Regions from separate parts of the Zea mays genome. Here region 2 is linked to region 1. A link is a contact called in public Hi-C data. All regions are on one chromosome and are shown on one strand. The core of a region is the stretch at or near the end of the contact, and the rest is flanking DNA. Distances in the headings are between cores, read along the strand shown. Region 1 holds the start of LOC100381505 (ATP-dependent DNA helicase 2 subunit KU70). Region 2 holds the start of LOC100216869 (40S ribosomal protein S15-4).

What was found. Hi-C and Micro-C count contacts between places; a contact is called where the count stands out from the background.
Region 2: a Hi-C map of ear shows a contact between it and region 1, with 2.5 times the contacts expected there. The contact joins the promoter of LOC100216869 here to the promoter of LOC100381505 in region 1. A contact is called at or near these places in 2 of 25 Hi-C or Micro-C datasets (ear and tassel).

Annotation. Positions count from the first base shown.
Region 1 is chr2:239,349,006-239,351,705 of Zm-B73-REFERENCE-NAM-5.0, reverse strand. It overlaps LOC100381505 (ATP-dependent DNA helicase 2 subunit KU70), which reads left to right and starts at 1,427. Exons shown (of 19, transcript NM_001320881.1): 1 at 1,427-1,661; 2 at 1,808-1,885; 3 at 2,061-2,177. The coding sequence starts at 1,599.
Region 2 is chr2:239,578,967-239,581,666 of Zm-B73-REFERENCE-NAM-5.0, reverse strand. It overlaps LOC100216869 (40S ribosomal protein S15-4), which reads right to left and starts at 1,286. Exons shown (of 4, transcript NM_001353436.1): 1 at 1,178-1,286; 2 at 942-1,093; 3 at 819-876. The coding sequence starts at 1,180. It also overlaps the pseudogene LOC103648251.

The DNA.
Region 1 (2,700 bases), core at 178-2,677:
CTGTTTTCGAAATCCTTTCCCTAGCGATCATAACTGACGCCCCGAATCGCCGCGCGGCGGGGGAGGAGATTCATCACGTTTTCTGCTAGGGTTTTGTATTTGGACTAGACAGAGCGGAAATCTGGTGGTGGTGATTCTGTAACCAGAAGATCAGAAACTACGGAGGAGTGGGGTTTTGTGATTGGTTACCGATAGGGGTTTTGATTCATCGGCACCCAAATTGCTGTTGATTTTTTCCTGCAGTTTCTCTCAATGTATTTATGGTCATGGTAGTACTGGATTATGGATACATTTTTTTCAAGTGATTCATAATCTGCATCACTCCTTTTTAAAAAAGATCATCAATGAGGAGTGATGATATGATGATTTTTTATTTATCTGTTAACATCAGTAACATCATAATAGTTTTTTTTCAGCAAACAATTTTTTGTTATGATCTTATTATACAGTCAGTACAATATGGCTACTTTTAACACGGTAATATATATATGTATTGTCAGTAACTACCGCATCAGTAATATGTATAACATTTAGTAACAATGTCGAACAGGCAGTAATATATATTAGTTAATTTAGTCATTTAAGTAGATGTTTCAAATCATATATATATATATATATATATATATATATATATATATATATATATATATATATTCATGTAAAATATTTTATATATGAAGACAACTGAAACTTAACATGGTTGAAAGAAACAAGACTTGTATATTTGTAAACTTTGAACCCATTTTGAAAGCACATGGAAGGATCTTGTTGATGAGGGGCCACGCCTAGCAACCTTCTGCAACAACGAATTGATGATGGCCTTGGTGACTTCCTCTAGCGCTGATAGACTGCACAATGCTTGACGTGGGGCTGACTCCATGAGAGTAGGATTTAAAATAGAAGTCGAAACAGGGGATGTGATAAAAAATCTGCTAGAGATCGCAGCGAGCGTGAGGGAAACCATTCAAACAGGGCTGCTGCTGTTGGATTGCAATTGCAAGCCAGCGAGCGTAGGCGCGTTGGCGAGCGTTGCATCCGAGTGTAAAAGTGGGAATCAGTTTCACTACCGCAACATCCATTCACTGATGTGTAGGATCAGCCGTGGTTTAGTCCCGCACGTCAGTGACCCCAAAGATTTTATGAAATCCATCCGCGTGTAAAGTGTGTTCCCTCTTGGAATCCGCTGTGGTGCCGCTTTGCTATGGGTGCAAGTCACCTGCCCATATTGATGGTAATATGAATCAGATTAAATTAGGACTGGACCCTATATCTATTAATTTTAAACTAAAATTAATTACCGATTCTGGCCCACGCCGTAGACTCGGCTGGGTTTCGCTTCCGTCAAGTTGTTCGGCTGGCTTCGTTCGTGGCAGCAGCGCCGTAGAGCCGTGGTTTCCCACAAAAAAAACGGCGCCACGGTAGCGAGTTTCTAGAACCTTCCCACGCCCTGCGCCCCTTTGCTGTCTCATACCTGTCTTAAACCCTAGCTAGTTTCTAGGACCTTCCCACGCCCTGCGCCCCTTTGCTGTCTCAAACCTACCTTAAACCCTTGTTAGTTTCTAGAACCTTCCAGACCTCCAGTTCCCGACCTCGGCGCCATGGACCTGGACCCAGAGGGGATCTTCCGCGACGACAGCGATGAAGACGAAGACAGTGTCCAGGTTCGTACCGGCTCTTAGCTGCGTCCTCTCTCCATATTCTCCTTCTATTGGATCAGTGTTTTGAAGAAAAAAACTAATTTGAGTATTTGACCATGCCGCGGCACTGCATTTTTCGCGGGTGCTGGATTGCTTTCTCGGGGAACCAGGAGAGGGAGGCGAACAAGGAGATGGTTGTCTACCTTGTCGACGCCTCGCCCAAAATGTTCACCCCTGCCACCACCCAGGTGAGGCACAAGTACTCTAGCCACTTAATTCGACAATCTGGGTACCATTTTTATGTCTCTTTATCTGGGTATCAATTTTTTATGTCTCTATTGGGAAATTAAGACCTGTGAAGTTGCATCATTAAGTTTGTTCTAGATTTTTGCTACTAAATAACAACGTAAAATTTCTTTTCAGGACAATGAAAAGCAGGAGACACATTTCCATACCATTGTTAACTGCATCACAGAGTCTCTGAAGACACAAATTATTGGTAGATCTTATGATGAAGTCGCAATATGTTTCTTTAACACTGTAAGCTCTTTCTCACATCAGTAAGCATACACCTGTCACATTTCCAGTTCTATGTTAGAACTCTTCTTTGTACAAAATGTTATCCAACTCTTCTTTGTATTATGTTAGAACTCTATGTTGCACATTTCCAGTTTTACTCAATATATCATTACTACCACCTGTCACAAACAATTTGATATTGAACACCAAAATGTTATCCAAAAGGGCCATAAGCTCATAACACAAGTTTGACCACTGGTTTCTATTGTAACATTATAAAAAAATTTGTCCAATGGGGGTGAGCTGCCCCCACAACATTATATTAAGAAGAAGACCTTCTCATGCAGTCATGCAGGTCCAGAAACCCTCCGAACCCATGCCCCATCCCATACACAACGGCACTGTAGCCCATGTGAAAATGACTGTGACCGGGGCCAGGTCTTAGACCCGTGCTTTCGCGTAGGACAGGCCAGGAGATTTTTGAACCACAACCTGAAAATTCGCTCCCACGGGGAGTCGAACCCAGAACGAGTGCTACTTAGAC
Region 2 (2,700 bases), core at 37-2,536, 230 kb before region 1:
GAAATTGTGTAACAAGTATAGGTAAACAAACTTCCACAGATGATGACTGGTAAACACAATCTTGCATTGACCGCATCTACCTGGCACAGAACAGAAGGCACTACAGCTAGCATACTGTACATTCAGGATAGAAAAATTGATTTATCAATATCCCAATAGTATTAGGCAGACACAACAATAGTCTGATTGAAACAAAGGCAGGTCACAAAACAGCAGACTACATAAATACGAAAACGAAAAAGTATGCACCATTCAGAAGCAATTTCAAAAGTATATTTACTTGCACCTTCTAAACCAAAAGCTTATTTGTCTAGAGAAAAGAGAGAACAAATGATATAGAAGCTCTACAAAATACAGCAACTTCTGCTTCTAGACATAGATAACAAGATTCAACATTTGTAATTGCTACACACTCAATACTAGCAACATTGCCACGACATTTGTAATTGCAACACTCAATAATAGCAACCTTGCCAAGCATTCAAGTAACCAGCCTTCTGGTTGATTAATAGCATATCATTTCAAGACGATATTTACACTATACAACAATAGGCACTGAGATTTGCTCAAAATTTTGACACCAAGATCACACCTCATATCGTATGGGTAAAATTAAGAGAAGATGCATCAAACTCATTCGAGAAGACACATTTCGGTTTTCTCGAATTCTTCTAGCTGAACACGAAAGACATAAGAATAGAAAAAAAAGAATCTAATAAGCATCGTTAATAATGGCACCATAACAGATCCACGCAATTATCTTGATCGGGGCACGCTAACAAAAAGTGGTAATGAAAACTAAGCGGTTGGAAACTGACCGCCTTGCGCAGCTTCTTGATGAGTGCCATGGGCTTCCTCTTCAGACCCCTCTGGAACCTACCAAAACAAACTCAGCAAACAAAAATACTACGGAAACAAACGAGTCGCGGCACGAAAGGTACCTTCTCCTGGCGCGCGCGGGGAAGAGCTGGACGAGGTCGTCCGTGGACATGTCGAGAAGCGCATCTAGGTCGACGCCGCGGTAGCTGTACTTGCGGAACGTCCTCTTCTTGGGAGCGCCGGCGGCAACCTCCGGTTCGACATCGACGTCCGCCTGCGCAACACAAATTAGTCCATGTGCGAGTCATAGGGACGCCCAGGATCTTGGAGGTGGGTACAGTTTTGGCGGGGAACTCACCATGATTGAAAGTTGAAGGTGATCGATGAGGTCGCGGTACGCTGTGGCGGAGGGCGATGCGCTGAGGCGGAGCGGCGGCGGAGCGGCGGCGGAGTCGGGTAGGGTTTAGAAGGAGGTGCGCGTCGGAATCTCAGCTTATATATAGCTGCGCACGGTGGTGAGCCCGTGGAACAGTATTCGTCCGGTTTATTAGTGGGCTGGCCTAGATATATGTTTGTCCTTGAGTCTAACTCTACCGGGCTCATTATGGGCTGGATATCGTGGTGCCTGTCGCATCCTGCAAGCCTAGCCAGTTTTTTATAGCTGACATGGATTCTTTACCTATACCGCGCCATTTGTTTAAATTTTGGTATCTTTACTCGTACCATTACTGAGCACAGGTTATTTTAATTTATAGTATGAGCATAAAATCCAGATCAAGAACAGATACAAAGCTTTAAGAGATATTGTGGGAAGTAAAAATATGATTGAAAAGATGTGCTTATGGGTTTCTTATTAGAGCTTGTTTGGTTGCTCAGTGACTTGAGGAGATTGATGTGAATTTAATTCCCTTCTATTCAATTTTTAATAGAAGATGATTAAATTCTTCTTCAATCACCCTCAATCCCTGCACAACCGAATATCTACTACTTCTTAAGGCATTACTGTAGACGTCCACATATTATTTTGGTGCACGGTTCTGCCGATCCGCCATCAACGCGACGCCGATCCGCCCCACCCACCGCCCCTCTGCTCCCCACCATCAACGCGACGTCGATCCACCATCAACGTAGATCCGGGGATCCGAGGCCGCCCCACCCACTGCCCCCTCGATCCGCCATCAACGTGTCGCGGATCCCCCCACCTTCCTCGATCTCTGCTCCCCACCATCAACGCCGATCCGGGGATCCGAGGTCGCCATCAACGCACACCTCCTCCCCACGACGTCGCATGGAAGGTTGTCGTGACGCCGATCCGCCCCCACCGCGACGTCGATTTCGCTCTCTTCTTCCCGTCGAGACCCAACCATACCAGCGGTACCACAGGCTAACGAGGAGGCGGAGTAGAGTGGACAAAAAATTTGTAGTCACTGACTGATTGCCACGTGAAATTTCCTGTTTCGTTGCCTTTCGGGTGCGCCTGAAGTACCCACACGCTACTAGGGTTCAATCGTCGTCAGCAGGCTTACCTCTCAATCACTGCGGGCGACGGCTCGATGTACTAGTTCCTCGGTTTCTCCGAGTCTGGATGCTGGATGGATGGATTATAGGCGACTTTGTGGTTTGTTATTCCTTCTTTGGATGGATCTAACTATGTGTTTTTATTATACTAATGTTTGTCCATCCCCTCTCTTGTAGAGTTTGTGGACAGTTGGCGAAGAGATAGTTAGGGTTCTGGGAATTTTTTTTGTCTCCTGTGTCTGATGGAGGAATCGGACTTCTGAGGTAATCTGGGTAAGCAAACGGAAGAGGATAAGGCTGTGGGAGAACTAGGGGATGAGGGCAAGATCGAGAGGAGCCACTCTATCAATCTGAATAGAGTGC